Regions from separate parts of the Gossypium hirsutum genome. Here region 1 is linked to region 2. Evidence: chromatin contacts called from public Hi-C data. All regions are on one chromosome and are shown on one strand. The core of a region is the stretch at or near the end of the contact, and the rest is flanking DNA. Distances in the headings are between cores, read along the strand shown. Region 1 holds the start of LOC107954784 (54S ribosomal protein L19, mitochondrial). Region 2 holds the start of LOC107955084 (cancer-related nucleoside-triphosphatase).

Region 1 (3,555 bases), core at 614-3,113, 260 kb after region 2:
ATGAGAGAAAAGTAACCTTCTTCAGTACACCCTAGAGTAATCAATGTGGAATGATTTCAAGACCTTACTCACAGAACCCCAATGCTCAGTCGTAGTAACGTTTCTTGGAAATAAGTTGAGTTTGCATATCGAAAAGAAAATCTAGCTCTCCCTCCAAACATTTCTCCTATAACACCACAACACAGAATTACAAGGACTAATATGTGGCGCATATGCGGCGCTGACACAACATTCCATCCTCCCTTCCTCATGCATGTGAAAAAACTTCTAACTGATCCCATCTGTCTTCATTTAATTGAATATCTCTACACCACAATCGAACATGCCACACTAACAGATTATTATTATATTGTAACTGTCAGCATTTGGGAGGCAGTTTTGCTCCACTTTCACCTTAGCTATTCAATAATAACCCTTCTCAAACAAACACCTCCCTTGCTCTCAACTTTCTTTACAAGGCTTCAGCTAAATGACACCAGCATTGCAGAGAATTTTTATAGAGCATGAATCAAAGCGTCATAGGCCAGTGTGTCTGGTTTTACACTACAGTGCTAGATTTGATGACTTACAAAAGTTTAAAAACATAGGCAAACAATAAAAGCCCTAGCCAAATCATCATCTTCCTTAACAAGAAGGTGCAGCATCGAATAGAAAATTGTTTAAGAACATGGGTATTTTTGGAGCAGTTGTAAGAGGATTGAGAGTGGGTGAAGTGAAATTTAGGAGCTTTCAAGGCTGGAAGGTTGCTTGGGCTGATTTCTGGTCTGGTCTAGTGTTAAAAAGTGAATTTGCTCATGAGCATAAGGATGCAAGTCTTGAAAGAAGCGATTTTACATTAAGTTTGGCTTCTATGGTTGACAACGGTGAAACTCTCCAACTCAAGTTTAATGTAACCATACGACTCCAATTTTATATTTTTCTCATCATACATACAAGCCATTGTGTCCCAAAACTTTAGAAATGTCTAATACATATATCTGACATTTACACCAAATTCGAGTAGCCTAGCTTAGGAGTACAGACATGTAATGATCAAAGTATAATGCAACTAGGAGTATATAATTTACTTGAAAATTTTGGATATTGAAAACAACAACTGAGAAGTGATGCAGTGAATTAATATAATGTTTGAAAGTTGCAGAAATTCATCCAACAAAAACGTTTCAAGGTTTTTCAGCACAGACAATATGTCGAACAGCTAAGATGCATCATATCCAAAAGCTAAGAAGAACATTACCATTTTTTTTAGATTGAAGAGTAAATGAAGAATCTAATCCAAGTCCTTCACCACCTTAATCCCCATGGTATTAGCAGTCCCAATAATGGACTTACAAATACTCTCCAGGGACATGTACTGACAATAGGGATCGGATTGCTTAATCTTGGCAATCTCGTAAATATGTCTGACGGACAAAGTGGTGGCGACCACGTGGCCAGGCCGGCTGCTTCCGGACTCGATACCCGCTGCCTTCTTCAAGTACCAGGTGACGGATGGAGACTTGACAGTGAACTCAAAGGTGTTGTCTTTGAAGGCGGTGATAGTGACAGACATGGGGGTGTCTGGCTTGTACTTTTGGGTTCGGGCGTTGAAGTCCTTGCAGAAGGCCATTAGATTAAGTCGGTACTGACCCAGGGCTGGACCTACTGGGGGTGCGGGTCGTGCTCCTCCCGCCGGTACAGTCAGCCTGATGGTGGCCGCCACTGGACGGCGGGTTAGGATTTCTTTCAGGGTCGACATGCCTCTCTTTGATTTTGCTTACCCTACTGTTTTTTCTCTTTCCCAACGATGTTGGGCTTGGAAAAATTACATAAATGGGTGCAAATAGTAAATGGCAAATTGAAAGGTATTATTTTTACTTTTGGTTAATTACTTTGATTCCAAATTTTAAACCCATCTAATTGAGTGCTCATGGTATCATATTATATCAATCAAGTCCTTTTATTTACTTATGATATTAAATAGACAAATCAAATTTTAAACATTTAAATATTAAAATTTAGGACTATTTCTTTCTTTGTAATAGTTATAATAACTAAGCCATATATATTCAATATTTAATTCACATGTTATATTCGAGCTAGCATTTAATGCCTAAGTACCTGATTGATACGATATTAATACTTTAAGGACTTAATTATAACATTTGAAGTATAATTTAGAATATAATTTAGGGGTGTCTTGATGCAATTAACCAAAAAAGGAATAGGTAAGTAATTGGGCTGGGCTGGGTTGGGCAATTATTAGGTTTTAAATGGCAGAAGAAGAACTGAAGAAGAAGAAGGCGTTCACTCGGTTCTGTTTAATTTTTCAATAATTTATATCTTTAGCTAGTAATTTGATTCTTTGCTGCCTCCACACTCCCACTTCAAGTTTAAAGATAAGGGCTAAGCATTTGGAGGCAGAAATCTTCAGCGAAGAAGAGAAGAGAAGATGTTGAAGAGCAACACGTTCAGCAGGAAGACCAAGGCCGGCAGAATTAAGAAGGTTCCGATTCCTCTCCTCCTTTTTGTTTTAATTTATTACATATAAAAAAGGAAAAGATTTTGAAACCCTAACTAAGTAACAGAGGTATTTACTTTAGTTTATAATGATGATAATGGAATGTATTTCAATTGCTTGTGGCATGGGGATGGGGATGGGACAGGAAGTTAGAGAAATATATCTAAGAGACGACATTTACTGTGGAGCTGCTGCTTGTAAAACGTGTGACACTTCCACGTCACGTGCTCCTTTGGATGTTGCTTCTCCCCTTCTCATTCTTGATACCAATGTCCTTCTTCATCAGGTTTTTTTCTTTTTCTCTTTTGGCTTCAATATAATTATACTGAATTCTTTAATTGTGTTCTCAAATTTTAACGTTTCATTTTCATTATTACTATTACTATTATTAATATATGTTATAAGATCGACTTGCTTGAGAACTCTGCCATCGACAATGCGGTGCTGCTATCTGTGGTGCTGGATGAAGTTAAGAACAAGAACATGGCCGTTTACAATAGAATTAGAGCTCTTTCCACCAATCCTCTCCGCAAGTTCTATGTTTTCAGTAACCAGTTCCATAAGTTGGTTTTCTCATTCCTCGCCATTCATTTCCTATCAAATTCTCTACTTTTCACTGACAGCTGCAAATAAAATGATTTTATTTTCAGCCTCTTATATCCACTATTTTCTTTCTTTTTGTTAACAGAGACACATTTGTAAAGCGCATGGATGGTGAAACTCCAAATGATTACAATGACAGAGGTTAGATTTGCACTTTAATATCTCTCTAAGCATTTGCTTCTGAAATTCAGCTTGTTTACTACGTTCTGTTGTTCTTCAGCAATTCGGGTGGCTACTCGATGGTATCAAACTCATCTTGGTACTGCAGCAACAGTTTTACTTATAACCAATGACAGAGACAATAAGAGGACGGCTGGCGAAGAGGGCATTTCTGCTGACACAAGTATGCACACTCTACTTGCTTAGGAACTTCTATCAACTTGATATTTTATATATTGGCTTACCAGTTACCACTAATTATTTAATACCACCTCTATTTGCAAATCATTAGG
Region 2 (3,660 bases), core at 824-3,323:
GTGTCATATTTTATATTAATATCATATTATTTAATTAAATTCTTCCAAAAAAATTAACAATTTTTAAAACTATTACAAAATAATCATTTTGAAATTTTCCCTTATTTTAAAATATATGGAGGCCTAATATTTAAGTAGAGAAAACAATGCAATGATAAATCTTTCAAGAAATGAAAAACTTAGAAAAGTTTTTTTTGAACTTGGACATGTCATCAATAACTTTCAAACTCGGGTAGTCCAAGTACATTGATTAAACAACTAAAGTCCTAGAAAATTTAGTCGAGGAATTGAAAATCGAGCTAAACTAAACCAAGGGAGATAACTTGTCGATTCCATGTTCTATGGGGAAGTCCAATTTCATCTCTCTCTAATACTCCTCAATCTATTTCATGTTTATTTCTTTTAAAATCATTTTATATATATACTCTTTTTTTTTGTATTTTTAATACATATATTTTGGTTTTTTATTTATAATCCATTTATACTTTTTAGACTTTAAAATAATTTTTATTATCCAAAAATGAAAATTTTAATATCTTTCCTGTTTTGAAACTTTTTAGAATTAAAATTAAATCAACAAATTTTATAAATGTTGAGGATTAATTTTTTTGAATTTTTTAGATTTAGATTCAAATTGATAGAATACGTAAACATTGGATGGCTAAATTTGTTATTAGGCTAATAAAAAAGCCCACATTAGCTTTTTGTCACTTATCAAATGACAACTAATGGGGGAGCAACTAAAATTTTTAATTTCAAAAAGTTGAGTAACTAAATCAAAAAATAATAATAATTGAGTGACCAAAAAATGATTAAAAGAATAATTGGGTGACTATTCTTGTAGTTACCCTTACAAGTTACAAGAATGAGAATGTATTTCGGATTTTCGATTAAAATTAGAGTTGTTCATGGGTAGGGCTGGACCCTAACAAAATTTTAGGCCCGATTGATAGGCCTTGACCTAACCCAAAAAATGAGCCTAAATTTTTTTCTCAAGCTCAGTCTAGATAAAAAATGCTAAAACCCGAGCTCGGCCTGGTCGTATTAGTTTTGTTATTTTTTATATAAAATTTTAAAAATATATTAAAAATATTAAAATAAATGTTTCTCAACAAAATTGAAAATAAATTTAAAAAATTCTTTATCCTTAAGTAACATTAATATAAGTGCAACTTAACAATCAAATACCTCTAAAATAATAACAAATTTAACAACAAAAATAGTAGCAACATAATGGTGAAATGGTAGCAAAACAGTAATAAAAAGTGGGAAAACAACATGATTTTTTATTGCAAATTAGGATTGAGCTGGGTCAAGCTCGGGTCAAAACTTTACCCGAGACTTGGCCCATTTCTAAATGGATCTTATTTTTTTCTTAAGCCTATTTTTTAAATTTATATTTTTACTCAAATCCACCTAAATTTTAAGCGAGTTTTTGAGCCGGACTGGGTCACCGGTAGAGGTGCTCATGGGCCGGGCGGCCCGGCCCGGCCCGACGGCCCGCCTGAAATATGGGAGGGTTTGGGTAAAAATATAGGCACGAAATATGGGCTTGGGCAAAAAAATGAGGCCCGATTAAAAAATGGGCCGGGCCTCGGGAACCACTTTTTTGGCCCGAGCCCGGCCCGGCCCGAATATAATAAATATTTTTATTTTTTTAATTTTAAAATACTTTTAAAATACTTTTTTTAAAAATTTTTTAATTTTAAAATAATTTTTTTTTAATTTTTAAAATAAATTTTTGATATTTATTTAAAAAACGAGCCGGGCCGGGTTGGGTCGGGCTCGGGCTTATGAATTTTTCCCGGGCCGGGCTTGGGCAAAATTCTAGGCCCATATTTCGGACCAGGCCTGGGACTAGGACCCGGGCTGAAATTTTTTCTGAGCCCGGCCTGAACCCGGCCCGGCCCATGAGCAGCTCTAGTCACCGGCCATGAACAACTTTAATTCAAATAAATAAACGGAAGGAACGGAAAGATGGGGACTGATCAAACTCTAGAATTTCTGAGCGTGGCCCGGGCATTCGGCCCATGGACCGTGGCCCAACAAATTGATTAAAAATTTTACGAGTTAGTCCATGACTTGAACCAGAAACTGTTTTACTCCATTAGTATATACCAATAACAATAGCAATGGAGTTCGGTTCTGTATCTGCCGCTCACGGTTCCGTTGAGAGTGGGACAATGGCAGGTGTCGGAAAATGCATCCTCGTCACCGGCCCTCCTGTAAGTATTGCGATTGCTATTTCTTTTACCGTTACTGAAAAATAAAAATTAAGAATGAGTTTCCATTTGGCAATCTTGAGAAATTTGAAATGGGATTACTAAATGAGCAGGGCGTGGGTAAAACCACTCTGATTATGAGAATATGCGAGAATCTGAAGCTCTCTAACCCCAACATCATGCTTCAGGGTTTCTTCTCTCAAGAGATTAGACAGGGCGGTGAGAGGGTTGGGTTTGAAGTGGTCACCTTGGATGGTCGCAGAGCTCGCCTCGCCAGCTCCACTATTTCCAACCCGGAATCTCGACAATGGCCTGCTGTTGGGAAATATAAAGTGGATATTGCATCGTTTGAATCATTGGTATTGCCTGAATTGAAGGTAACATAAGCTCTTCTTTCTGGATGCTTTGAGGGTTTTTATCATTTATGCCCCATACCCAAGAAATTTTATCATCTTTATTACACCAAATTAGAACTGTAATGTGCTACTATTAGTTATAGGGTCTAATCTGTTGGGTTAGGAACTTGGCATTAACTGTTTAAGTTGAGCATGGCATTCTCATTTCATTTGTGTATAAAGGTTATTGTTGAAGGCTATATTCTGCTATCTGTTAGCAGATCAGAGAAGATACTGGTCTCTTCATTGTTGATGAAGTTGGTAAAATGGAGTTGTTCAGTTCGTACTTCTTTCCAGCCATTCTAAATATTCTTCAATCCAATATTCCTCTTCTCGCCACTGTCCCCATACCAAAATTTGGCAAAGATATACCTGCAGGTAAAATTTTCTCTAGGGGTTCATATTTTCTTTTGTTAAGAGAATGTAGTGATCGTGCAGATCCTTCTTTTTAATCATGTTCCCATTTGGTTTAATTTGAAACCATGGAAGACCTGGACTATTATTATTCTTTAAAGTATCTCCTAGACTTTGCTTCTGAAATGCAAATCCTTTTGCCCTTTATAACTAAATTTGCAGGGCTGTGTGTGAATTTGTGCAGTTGTAAGGTTGAAGAATCATCCAGGTGCAACCATTTTGACTTTGGATAAAAGCAACAGGGATGCGATGAAAGATAGAATCTACCCTCAGTTGGCGGGTATGCTTCTTAAACCTTAGATACTGGACTAGGCTATAGGTTAAAACTTGTCGAATGATGAATCTGGTTCACCCTACGAGTGATGGATGGTATGTCATGTATTGCACTCCTGGTTTATCTTTGTTCTCACATTTTGTACATGCTTGCAGTGGCTTAAGATATATTTTTCCTATCTGCTGATTTCTTTATATTTTGCGGTTTATCTTTGTTCTCACATTTTGTATATGCTTGCAGTGGCTTAATATATATTTTTCCTATCTGCTGATTTCTTTATATTTTGCGGTTCCCTATGGTCTCCTAGCTGTATCATAGAATATATTTTCAACCAGCCAACATATTTGATGACAAT

What was found. Hi-C and Micro-C count contacts between places; a contact is called where the count stands out from the background.
Region 1: a Hi-C map of leaf shows a contact between it and region 2, with 1.7 times the contacts expected there. The contact joins the promoter of LOC107954784 here to the promoter of LOC107955084 in region 2. A contact is called at or near these places in 3 of 34 Hi-C or Micro-C datasets (all in leaf).

What each region holds. Positions count from the first base shown.
Region 1 is chrD07:39,756,878-39,760,432 of Gossypium_hirsutum_v2.1, forward strand. LOC107954784 (54S ribosomal protein L19, mitochondrial) reads right to left here and starts at 1,864. Exons shown (of 1, transcript XM_016890456.2): 1 at 1,084-1,864. The coding sequence starts at 1,738. The coding sequence ends at 1,271. LOC107954781 (exosome complex exonuclease RRP44 homolog A) reads left to right here and starts at 2,218. Exons shown (of 24, transcript XM_016890453.2): 1 at 2,218-2,485; 2 at 2,646-2,786; 3 at 2,906-3,063; 4 at 3,189-3,244; 5 at 3,324-3,446. The coding sequence starts at 2,432.
Region 2 is chrD07:39,499,659-39,503,318 of Gossypium_hirsutum_v2.1, forward strand. It overlaps LOC107955084 (cancer-related nucleoside-triphosphatase), which reads left to right and starts at 2,074. Exons shown (of 4, transcript XM_016890798.2): 1 at 2,074-2,225; 2 at 2,336-2,599; 3 at 2,839-2,995; 4 at 3,216-3,584. The coding sequence starts at 2,133. The coding sequence ends at 3,331.